Regions from separate parts of the Ovis aries genome. Here region 2 is linked to region 1. A link is a contact called in public Hi-C data. All regions are on one chromosome and are shown on one strand. The core of a region is the stretch at or near the end of the contact, and the rest is flanking DNA. Distances in the headings are between cores, read along the strand shown. Region 1 overlaps BTD (biotinidase). Region 2 overlaps ANKRD28 (ankyrin repeat domain 28).

Region 1 (6,088 bases), core at 341-2,840:
TTCAGTGATGCCTGCACGCCGGGCCCTTCCTGGAGTCTTGCCTCACATCAAATGGAAGGAGGCTCGTAGCTCGCTCTTCAGACTGAACACAGGCCTCCAGCCACCTCTGTGTTCACGGTCCAGGCCCTGCCCAGCTCTGCACGGGGGTCAGTTGCTGGGCCGCCAGAAACCTCCTGACTCTAGGGCCTGGTATTCCCGGGGAGCCCCCCGCCCCTCAGCCACGGGTATGGCTCCCGAGCCAACTCTGGGGCCCTCGCATCCTGGCCACCCCCCAGCCCTGCCTTTCAGAGCTCCTGCCACATGAAGGATTCGGTTAAAATGTCTGCGGTGGCACCCTCTGCAGCAGGGACACTGTGGTGCCTACTTTTACTCGAATCACTCATTCTCTGCCGCCTCAGTAGGCTTACTTCCTTTGGAGCGTGACTACCTGGCTGAATCTGCCTAACCGTGCATTCCTGACTGACCTCTGTTCACGTAGAAATGATGGCTCCTTTTGTAAAGAATCTAAATTTATTTTCTCAAAATAGAAAGGAAGGTGATACCGTGCCAATTCTGCGAGGTCCTTGCTTTGCCGGATTGCAGTCCCTGAGACGTAAACAAAGGTTCTGCGTCCCCCATCAGTGGTGGGCAGCCCTTAGCTGAGAAGGGAGGGCCCTGCAACAGCACCCTCGCTCCAGGGCCTCCTGACCTGCCCCCACCCGGCCCCGGGTCATCTGCCCCCCACGCACCCCCATCACAGGCCTCATTTTCCTCCCTCTTAGGGAGAGACCTGGGTTCGATCCCTGGGTTGGGAAGATCCCCTGGAGAAGGGAACGGCTACCCACTCCAGTATTCTGGCCTAGAGAATTCCATGGACCCTACAGTCCATGGGGTCGCAAAGAGTCAGACACAACTGAGCGACTTTCACTCACTCACTCACTCACTCAGGGAGGCCATGGCCTTACATTGTGAATGTGACTTTGAATCGAACGTATCCCCCCACAAACCACTCTCCATTATCATCATTCTGAAACCAGAGCTGGAATGTTAAACAGATTTTGAGACTTTAAAAATTATTCCTTGCCGATCTTCAGAAACAAAACTCAAGTAAGAAAGCTTATCAATTGCACTTCTGTTTCTGCTCAAAAGCTCCTGAACTCGGGCTCAAAGGCCCCTTGTTCTGACCTCCCTACACGGCAGCGCGCCGGGGCCTGGCATTTGGGTGGACCCTTTATTCCCCAAGGAAGGAGGAGCAGTTTGCTAGGGGCCAGGGCAGGGGGGGAAAGGCGTGCCGCCTGGCCAGAGCAGTCTCTGAGTCCGGGGTTCTGACGGAGCACCCGGAGCCCGGGCCGCTGCTGAAAATAGTTACGGTTGCTTTTGTTTTTGGAACTTTTGCAAGAAAAGGAAATTTGCGGCGCCTGGAGAGTCTGGTTTTGGAATGCAAGCACCGGGGCTCTGAGTCAGACTTGGGCGGGACGTCATTTTCTCATTAAGGAGCAGAACATGGTTTCTTGATCCGTTTTTGCTGTCTTGATGTCTAGCTGGATTCCTGGGTGGTTGGTCAGCCTGGGCACATCTCCGCCGAGCACGGGGCCCGGCCTTGGCACCAGCCAGCAAGTCTGTGGGCCAGAGGAGGGGCTTTGGCTGCCAGGCCAGGTCAATTTTCAAGGCAGAACTGTGTGCAAAAATGCCCAGTGACACATAACTATTAAAAATTACAATTCCTGTTCTTGGGGGAAAAAGGCACAAAACACAGACGTGTCATTGTAAGTGATATGATTTACTTCTAATCTCGTACAGTAAGAGCTAGAAAGCTGAGTTTCCTTTCCAGAAAATTCTCATCTTCAAAAAGTTTCATTTTATTACTGCTGAAGGATTTTAATTTCCAAATGAGTACGCTTAAAAAAAAAAAAACAAAAACAAAAACAAGAGTTTTGGAAATCCCAGAGACAGAAGTAGAAAAAGTCACAGTGTATGATGGCAGTTCTCAAGTTCAAGGCGAGGTGAGGTAAATTGTGCTGTGATGGCAGACTTCTTTTAGCCCATCTGTAAACTGACATTTAAGTAGAAGTCGGCAGTTTCTCTGCACCAAGTTAAAGACTGTTGTGCTGGCTAAGGGGAGGCTTATATATAAGCCTTTATAGAAGTGTATAAATATTCACTACCAACCCAAGAAAAGCAGGGAGAGTTGTGATGCGTCAGGCTTTATGGCTTGGGTAGCCGAGGTGTACTTTGAGGACCACGACCATCACAGCCGGTATGGACAGTTGACCTGCAGCGTGACTGTGCACATGGAGGGCAGGCTGTGGGGCGTGGGGGTGCATCACAGCATGATGTAAAACCGTTAGACTAGTTATTATTGCCTAAATCTGAAGCCTGAAGCTAGAAGAGTCCTGCTGGGGAAACAATCGCAGCGAACACCGGGTCTGTTTTGGAAATGTTCTAAACCAGACGGTTAACACAGTGAGCCATTTTGTTAAAGGGCCCTCGCTCCATGTTTGGAGAGAAACACACACCCTTTTATTAGGAACGTGAAGCAAACCCTTTGAGCTGCAGCAACCTGGCGGGTACGTCTAGTTGCCAGGAATAATGAATCTGTGGAAGTCCCGGTCCTGGCAGGATCCTGGCCTCAGCTGTTCTCTCCTCATCCCTTCCCCTTCTAGACTGACCAGCGGCGCCATGTCCAGAGCCGGCCGGCAGCTGGCCCTTCTCCTGTGTAGCTGCTGCCTGGCTGTGGCCATCCCAGGTGGCCCGGCCGAGGAGGGCTGTCCGGCCGAGCCCCGCCAGGCTGCCCACTACGTGGCCGCCGTGTACGAGCACCGATCCTTCCTGAGTCCCGACCCGCTGGCCCTCACCAGCCGCAAACAGGCCTTGGAGCTCATGCATCGGAACCTCGACATCTATGAGCAGCAAGTGACGACCGCCGCCCGAAAGGCAAGGCGTGCTCAACAGGGTGGGCTGGCCCCGGGTCAGTGGTCCCCCGCAGCCCCTCTGGGAAATCAGACCCAGAGCGCTGAGCTGAAGGAATTAGGTGGCTCAGTTCAGTCCAGTCGCTCAGTCGTGTCCAACTCTTTGTGACCCCATGGACTGCAGCACACCAAGCCTCCCTGTCCATCACCAACTCCTGGAGTCCACCCAAACTCATGTCCATTGAGTCGGTGATGCCATCCAACCATCTCATCCGCTGCCATCCCCTTCTCCTCCTGCCTTCAATCTTTCCTAGCATCACAGTCTTTCTCAGTGAGTCAGTTTTTCACATCAGGTGGCCAAAGCATTGGAGTTTCGGCTTCAGCATCAGTCCTTCCAAAGAATACTCAGGACTGAGCTGTATCAGGGAGCTAGAGGCCCGCTACTCAGAGGGCGGTCTGCAGACCAGCAGCATCAGCCTGCCCGCCAGAGCCCGTGAGCAATGCAGAACCTGGGGCCCATCCTAGACCTGCAGAGTCAGAATCTATAATTTTGTAAGATCCCAAGGTGATCCCTCCGGCCTGGGGGACTTGCGGGCCAGGCCCCTGGTTATCACACGTGGGGGCTGCTAAACCAACTGGGTGTCTGGCAGCTCCCACGCGCACAGAGTGGGCTGGGGTGCAGGCGGGGGCCTTGGCTCTCCTAAAGGTGCCCGCAGTAGGAAGACAGTGCAGAAACACCACAAAGCTGCCCGCCCGCTGGCCTCTCCTGCTCTCAGAGGCTTTCAGAGTCTAACTGAAGCAGGGAGCCGCCCCGGAGCGGGTTTGCTGCCTCCTGATGACGCGGGGACCTTATTGCTGCTCCCCGTGCCAGACCCCAAGCAGCCCGAGGGCCTGGTCCAGACAGAACTGAGCCCAGCGGACAGAGCGGACTGGTGCCACCTCTGTCCCGGGGAAGGAGGGGGGTACTGACTGGAGGGAGGGCCAAGAGGGTAGGACCAGCGGGGCTGCTGAAGGATGCCCCACGCTTGGGGACAGGCGGGGACCCCCTGGGGGCAGAGCCCCGTGCCTGTGAGGTCGGGGGCAGACCACCTGCCCAAGCAGCCGCCCGCCCCTGCACAGGGTGGCCAGCCCTGCCCGGCCACGTTCTGACGTGCAGCCTGTAGCACAGCACACTGATGTTGGAAGGGCGCCTAAAGGCCGCGTCCTGCTTCTGATGGGTGACCCTCCTCCTCTGTTCCCAACCCGACGCCCAGCCCTGTACGCCTCCAGGGCCCAGAGCTCACCGTCCACTTGAGACGGTGGAAACTCCTGGGAAAGAGCTTTCTTTCCATGAGCGACAGTCAGCCTCCATGCCACTGGCGCCCATCGCCCTGTCCTCCGAACCCAACAGGACAGACTGAACCCTACCCACCCACCCACGCTGCCTCCCCCAGATTGCAGCCTCGCTGTCACGGCTGGGATCTCCCCCAGGCCCATCAGGATCTCCCCCAGGCCCACTGGGGGTCTCTCCCCAGGCCTGTCAGGATCTTCCCCCAGGCCCATCGGGATCTCCTCCAGGCCCATCGAGGGTCTCTCCCCAGGCCCATTGGGAGTCTCTCCCCAGGCCCGTCGGGATCTGTCCCCAGGCCCATCCACAGCTCCTGGAGAGAGGCGGTTCCAGCCCTTCCCCCCAGGCTTCCTGGGCTGCCCCATACCCTGGACTGCGCACAGCTCTGTTGAGGGCAGGACGGAGCAGACCTGACTCCATTCACAGTGTTGTCCCCAGATGAAAAGCTTTTCACAGTTACATCTCGCTGTGGGCTCGCCAGGCACTTGCTGTCAGTTGTAGCCCCCGAGCCCTTTTCGCACAGGCATACACGCTGCCAAGGCCGTGCCATCCGTGTAAGGTTAACTGATTTAACCTGATAGCAAAGCCTCCCATCTATGCCATTAAGTTTCATCGCCCCAGCCTGGGGCTACTTGGGGATGCGCACGGGCCTCCTGCGTGTCAGTCACCGTCACTCGCGTCCTTCACGGCTCCTGGACACACCTTGTCTCAGTCTTCCCTGAAGTTGGTGTGAAAACATCCCAGGCCATGCCCCCAGGCCTTCTCCTGACACAGATCCATTCTCTGCACGGGGGGCGTTGGCTTGCACCGTGCTGAAATGTCACCCCCTTTCCCGCCATCCTGCCCACAAAACCACACTGAGACATTTGGCAGATGCCGTACTGAAACCCAGAGACCGTGACTGCAGTATCCCTGCCTTTTCATCACCTGCACCCAAATGAAACATGTAACATGTTTTTATTAAACGTACACTGGCTGCAGACATCATTCCATCTCTACTTGTGGTCCAGGATCAAGGATAAAGCTGTTGATCTGGTCACTTTTAGGATTTACAGACATCTTAGCTCCCCTACATGGCTATATGTGTTAAACTCACCTCTAAGACAGGTTGATGCCAAGTGTGTGTCAAAGTTTTGTATTCAAACAAGCTACAAGGGCAGGCCAACTGAAAGAGTGCTCTCTTGACAAAGGCATTTACGGTGAAGAACAGGAGTCACGCTAAAGATATCAGGCTGGGAGTTCACCTGGGTTGCCACTCGGAATTCCTCGGGAGTTCTTTGGCTCACTGGTCTATCAGGCAACTGCTCAAGCCCTTTGTCAGATGTGCAGAGCGCTTCCTAGAAGGCATCAGACCCCGAGTTCTGCCTCTGCTCCAGTCTGAGTCCTCATTCCTGGCAGGCGTGTAGTTAGGAAATGCAATTTAATATCAATAGATATACATAAGTGTTGCTTTCCAGAGGTAACCATTCAGTGCTTTCAGAGCATTAGTTTTTAATAAAGGAAAGCATTTGCCCAAGTGTAATTTGCAAACAGAAGCGTGACTCTTACACATAGAGAAGAGGTTAGAAGCGTGACTCTTACACATAGAGAAGAACGGGCATGTGTCAGAGCTTTGATCTGACTTGCAGGCCGCGTGCTGCTTCTGTGGGTGACCCTCCTCCTCTGTTCCCAACCCGACGCCCAGCCCTGTACGCCTCCAGGGCCCAGGGCTCACCGTCTGCTTGAATTCGAGGAAGAGATGTGAGTGCATCCATCAGTCAGATGAATGTGGAAATGAATCTGCGAATAGATGCAAAACTGGCTAATGCTGTTCCGTGCCGCGCTGTGCTCAGTCGCTCAGTCACGTCCGACTCTCTGCAACCCCGTGGACTGT
Region 2 (6,395 bases), core at 1,017-3,516, 190 kb after region 1:
AATCTTTCAGCAACTGTTTCAAAGACAACTTTGTTGTTTTCAGTTGCTCAGTCATGTCCGATTCTTTGTGACCCCACGGACTATAGCAAGCCTGGTTTCACTGTCTTTCACCATCTCCCAGAGTTTGCTCAAACTCATGTCCATTGAGTCAGTGATATCATCTCATCCTCTGTCAAGAAGATGGAGCAGAAATACTGGGCCTAAAGACAACTGAGGCCCAATATTTCAAAGAAGTAGGGTATAAAATTTTTACATTAAATAGTCTGAATTTCTGCCTTTCTCAAGAAAAGACTGAAGAAAAGTTATCTGCAATTCATTTTGGTTTCTATGATGTGGTGACACTGGGGTAAATGCAGCGTTAAGTTACTGTACTTTACAGTCTGAAGGAAGAAAAATTCCAGTTTAAAACGAAGTTGCTATGGTTACTCAATGTTTGCCTTTATAAGCAATAATTACGTGAGCCATTCAGGGATTTCCCACTAGTGCAGGAGAATCAGTAGCTGAAGTATACACTAGTCATTTCACACACAAATTGGGGCTGCATACGCCACTTCCATTTCAAAGTAGCTATCATTGGGAAATGCTAAAGATGATTCACATCTTTCTAAACCATAGAAGGGTGGAGACAAAAACACTAAGAGTAACTATTTGAAAATCCAAGTGATGACTCAGATAGTTTTCGACATTTTTCATATTCCTTCGTTTCCTTTAGTAAAGAGTGCTATCTAAAATTGTACAAAGCAGCTTCAATTGTTGAAAGAAGGAAAGGGCGTTTCTAATGTGTTTCAGTGGAGGTTTTTTTTTTTTTTCTTCATAAATAGATGTTCGTGCTCTTGATAAACCTGTAAAAAGTCATGCCTATAACTTAGTATTAATTTAGAGTAAGTGTCAATTCCTTTAGATGTAGTCAATTTTTAACTTAAGTGAGAAGAAGGGGTTCCTGTCAGAATTAATGACTAGCTAGCTCATTCTTGAATAACTAGTAGTGAAATGTACTGTCAGTTATTATATTTATAGAAGCTTTTTGTCTATCTTGTTCACAATTAGAACACTCATTAATGCAAGAATATTTATGAAATTGTGACCCCCATACAGTTGTAATGTTATCTTAAAATTACGCAGCCCATTACATCTTAATGGGCATTCCACAAAGTATCTAGTTTTCTGCACAAGAGACTATTAAATATGCTTGTTGTTTAATATTAGGGCTATTCTAAACTAAAACAGCGTCTTACACCAAAATAAACTATAGAGTCTTATCACCACAAACAAAGCGAAGTGAAAGAAGGGGGCTCCAGGATGAGTCACTTGGTTCCTCAGTGTTATCACATAGGACACCTCGGCTCCTCCCAGCTTTTCTGCCAGACTCAGCATGGACCTTGGAATAACTCCCTTCACAGCCACAAAATAATAATACACTGTTGCCCAGCAGGAGGGGGAGTTTTCTTCTCTGTCTCCTTTTTTAGGTACAAAGATATTCCCTGATATGGGACTAGACCTGGCTCACTAGCAGGCAGAACAGAACTGCCATGATTAGCTCGCACAATTAGGGGATTCTCCAAGTCGTGTAGGGTACAGGTGGGCAAACACACAACACTGGGGGCCTGTAGGGAAGGAAGTGGGCAACAGTCAGTGAGTAGGCAACTAATAGCATGCTATTTACAATATAGAAAATTAAATTTGGGCGTTTTATTTCAGTAGTTTAGTTTTCTTCCCTTTATGAGATACTTTGAGAGTTCTGTAGATTTTTAAAGGGGGAAAATATTAGTTATAAATAATTTATCTTGAGAAAGATTAAAGGTGATCATTTTATGAATGCTATTGAGAAAAAAGAATAGTATACTTTAGAATACAGAGCTGTAAAATTATACTTTACTTCTGACCAATTAAAATGAAAGTTTTATATCAAAAATGTTTCCCGTTAACCTTACTTTTCGCCTCTAGGAAAAGTAAGTCTAACTACTAGACACAGGTCAAACTGCACCGAAAGTAATAAGACCAGAAACATCCAAAAAGGGCAGCCAGGAAGATGGTGGACCCATGTCCTCAGGGTCAGTGAAGCTGAGGGCTCCATCTGAAAAGGAGGCACAGACAGTGGGGCAGCTCTAAACTGCGTGAAGTGCTGCCACTGCCAAGAGACGCCGGCCTGCACAGGCCTTGAAAGGAGAACCAGCATCGATGAATAATCACAAGCAGGAAATAGAAGACTGTACTTTTTGCTTTTAATCTAGCATTTTATTTGAAAATGGAAGAGGCTGGCTGCTCGCATGGGGCAGGGATTAGTATCCCAGGTCACCCGAATGCCTCCTTATGATGGTTCTAGGCACTGAATCTGTACTTAATTTTTAACAACATGCCTGCAAAATACACTCTATTTCACAGATGAATTCTGAGCTAGACAAGTTAAAACTGGAAATCATACAGCTAGGAAGTGGAGAACACTGGATTCTTATCCAGGCCCATCTGTCTCCAAGGCCTGGCTCTTCCCACACACCACACACCTAAGAAAAGTTAAATCAGCAGCTAAGGAAGCAAATGGGATTTCTCTGTTGGTGAGAACTGAGTGTCATCTGACTAAAGTCCCTTTTAGAACTGAGATGCCAGAAATGACAAGAATTCCTCCCTTCCACTCACACCAGCTCTTCACATCTGCTCTACAGGGTAAGGAAGCTGGGGAAGCTTTCTCTCTTGGCATTCTACTCAGAGAAGAAGACAACAAAGTTAGATTCGTTCAACGTCCTTCTGGTTTACCCCTAAAATACCTATTTTCCATTTTTTCCCCTCTTATGTTTCATTTACTTAGTAGTCATTCACTAAACACCTCTTACACGCCAGATACCGAATCTCAATGGCTTTGCAATCTGACAGGAAGAACCTGTAGGCACAAAAGGTGAAAGAGTCCTTTTTTTAAAAAAAATATTTCCATCTCCTTAACAGATTTTCCTTTACCAATTCCAATCCTTTCTTATATCACTTTGCTTTACTCCTCCCTGCAGTCTCTGCTCCTTTCTCTTAGCCTCCAGAAAACTCTGGCTCCCTAACCAGCTACCACATCTCTCTCGTTTGTCCCTGCTGCGGCAGACTCCATTCTCAATCGCTGGTCAAGCGATACTGCTCCAAGGTCACCAATGACGATCGCCTATTGAATCTTCGTTTTTCTCCACTCACTATGCGGCACTGGGCATCAGTAGTGCTTATCGGATTCTCTGCTGGCTACTTTCGTGAGGTTTTCACCTATTTTTTAAGCCTTTTAAGTGCCTTTTATTTGGCTTTCCTTCCACCCTCTAAACTTAAATACTGGCTTTCCTTTCAGCCCACTTTGCTTCCTCTTGGTCTTCAATCTCTTCTTGGACAATCTCATCTATTTCTATGAGTCATCAGTTATGTGATACTTCCAAGACTTTATTTCTAGTCCTAATCTCCAAGTACAACTTCCAAATGCTTGATGGGCCTTTTTACCTGCATATTCTGTATATTTCATACTCAGCACGGCAAAATTCAACTTACCACCTCTGGCCCACTCCCTCAAAGGGCTCTGTTCTGAACTCCCCAGGTGGGCTGGCAGCACTGACACGGCCATACACACAGTGGGCCAGAGCACAGAAAGGATGGCCTAGAAGACTTCCCCTGCTTGACCTCTCACTCTCAGTTGCCAAGTTCCAAGCATTCTACACAAAATCTTCCTGAACTCTTCCCCCACAGGGACCTAGCTCAGACCCACTTCAGTCCTCTCAAAACCCACCTCCGAACTGGTCTCTCAGCGCTTGGCTCTCCATTCTCCAGTTCTATCCATCCTCACAGCAGACAGGTTCTTTCACGAGAATCTCTTGCTTTAGGGAGTGCATCTGGTCCAAAGATAAACAAAAGACCCAGGGCTGGTGAGAGTACCACCTATTCCTTAGTTTAATTCAAGGATAAACATAAAATCAAAGCCAGACAGGAATTTCCTCAAGATTTTAGTTTCCTGCCAAAGGTATGAGGGAAAACACCCTTTTTCTTTCGGGATTGTAATGAAATGTAAGCTAAACTGCCTTACAGGAGAGAAGAGGACAGAGCTTTGAAAGGGTAAGGGATGAGGGAACTCCACACTGTTGCCAAGTCCTGGAACCAGCTCTGTCTGACCATGCCTACTGTCTGGCTAATCAGTTTTCTTTTGCATTTAAGCCACTTTCAGTTAGGATTTCTGCCATTTGTAACCAACAGTCCTGATTAACAATTTTCTATACCACTAGTCATTTCTCTAAATTACAATGTTATTTGCCTGCTTTTTTTTAGTGAAATAAATTTTACAAAACACAACACTGAAGATACCCACCACTACTGTAACTTGTTACAATTTCAATATATCACATCATTTCATGTGGCTGGGCCACCATATACCATGTTCCCTCTGCCTAGAATGTGCCCTTTCTACCTAACTAGCCACAAAATATACAATAAGGTTGCATAAAATAAAGCTGGAAAATTAGGCAGGAGCCAAACCAGAAAGGGGCCTTATATGCCACACTGACATATATACATTTTAACTGCAGACAGGTGGGGGAGACTACTAAAAAATTTTAAGTCCAAAAAATGACATAATCAGATTTGCATGTTAGAACCCTCACTGTGGATGTAGCATGAAGGAGGATTTTAAAATGAAGTGATACTAAAGACAAGAAAACAACAGCAGGCCACTGCAACAGTCTAAGCCGGGAGCCACAGGAATGGAAAGAGGAGTAAATTAAGACATCTCTGGGGAAATAAATTTTGCCAACTGCTGTCAAATAGCATTACTAAATCTTTCAAAGTCTTTAAACTAGCATTTCTATTTGCAAGAATGTAGACATTGGGAAGAGCTCCTGGAGGAGGGCATGCAACCCACTCCAGTATTCTTGTCTGGAGAATCCCATAGACAGAGGAGCCTGGGGTGGGTACAGTCCAAGGGGCAGCGCAGAGTTGAACACAGCTGAAGCGACTTAGCATGGGACACAGCACAGACATAAGGAAGTAATGTGAAGCCTATAAAAATGTACATATCAGGAATTTACTGAAGGATCATTGATAACAAACTATTAACAACAACCTAAGTGTTAAATAAAAGCAATTTAAAATTTAGACTATATCATACAGTGAACCTGAATGATATTTACAAACTGAATTTCTCTTCTATAATTAAATTTATTTTTAATTGAAGAATAATGGCTTTACAGTATTGTGTTGGTTTCCGCCAACATCAACATGAATCAGCCATAGGTGTACCGTGCCCCCGCCTCTTGAACCTCCCTCCCACCTCCTGCCCTATCCTACCACTCTAGGTTGTTACACAGCCCTGTTTGAGTTCCCTGAGTCACAGAGCAAATTCCACTGTCTATCTATTTTACATATGGTAATGTTTGTTTCGATGTTCCTCTCTCCATACAACCCAGCCTCCCCTTCCTTCACTCTGTATAGGCTATCGGCTCATCCACCTAATCAGAACAGACTCAAATGTGTTCTTTTTCGTGGCTGAGTAGTATTCCACTGTACATATGTACCACAGCTTCTTTATCCATGCATCTGTTGATGGGCCTCTTGGTTGCCTGGGTCTCAGCTACTGTAAACAGCGCTGCAATGACACTGGGGCACATGTGGCTTTTCAGTTTTGGTTTCTTCAGGGTATGCCTAGTAGTGGAGTTGCTGGGTCATATGATGGTTTTATTCCTAGTTTTTTAAGGGATCTCCATAGTGGCTCTATCAACTTACATTCCCACCAACAGTGGAGAAGGAAATGGCAACCCACTCCAGCATTCTTGCCTGGAGAATCCCATGGACAGAGGAGCCTGGTGGGCTACAGTCCATGGGGTCGCAAAGAGTCAGACACGACTGAGCGACTTCACTTAACAGTGCAAAAAGGTTCCCTTTTCTCCATACCCTATATGGCATTTATTGTTCATAGATTTTTTTTTTTTTGATAGACATTCTGACTGGTGTGAGGTGATATCTCATTGTAGTTTTGATTTGCATGTCTCTAATAATGAGCAATGTTGAGCATCTTTTCATATATTTATCAGTCATCTGTATGTGTTCTCTGGAGAAATGTCTTAGAAACTGAATTCTTTAAAGCATGAGACAATACTCATAAAAATGTGCAACACATCACAACACACAATATGAGTCTAATTATGTTAATAAAGATCAGAAGAACTTCTGATTTGGTTTTTTAAAAATCTTTTTAATGTTTTGAAAAAGGACAATCAGTTCAGTTCAGTCATTCAGTCATGTCTGACTCTTTGCTACCCCATGGACTGCAGTACATCAGGCTTCCCTGTCCATCACCAACTCCCAGAGCTTGCTCAAACTCAAGTGTATCAAGTCAGTGATGCCATCCAGTCATCTCATCTTTGGTCATCCCCTTCTCTTCCTGCCTTCAATCC

The links. A called contact is a pair of places that touch in the nucleus more often than the background predicts.
Region 2: a contact with region 1 is called in a Hi-C map of hypothalamus, with 4 times the contacts expected there. The contact joins two enhancer-like sites. A contact is called at or near these places in 9 of 16 Hi-C or Micro-C datasets (blood, hypothalamus, liver and 4 more).

What each region holds. Positions count from the first base shown.
Region 1 is chr1:273,689,206-273,695,293 of ARS-UI_Ramb_v3.0, forward strand. BTD (biotinidase) reads left to right here. Exons shown (of 4, transcript XM_042238630.2): 2 at 2,643-2,913. The coding sequence starts at 2,659. Among named protein-coding and RNA genes, the nearest start is that of HACL1, 38 kb to the left of the region's middle. Within about 2 kb of position 1,591, at least 23 of the 54 cell types and tissues checked have an H3K27ac peak or open chromatin away from gene starts, as enhancers often do. A contact at or near this core is called in hypothalamus, where this site is marked.
Region 2 is chr1:273,877,970-273,884,364 of ARS-UI_Ramb_v3.0, forward strand. The region is part of intron 1 of ANKRD28 (ankyrin repeat domain 28); the gene reads right to left. Among named protein-coding and RNA genes, the nearest start is that of ANKRD28, 68 kb to the right of the region's middle. Within about 2 kb of position 2,267, at least 5 of the 54 cell types and tissues checked have an H3K27ac peak or open chromatin away from gene starts, as enhancers often do. A contact at or near this core is called in hypothalamus, where this site is marked.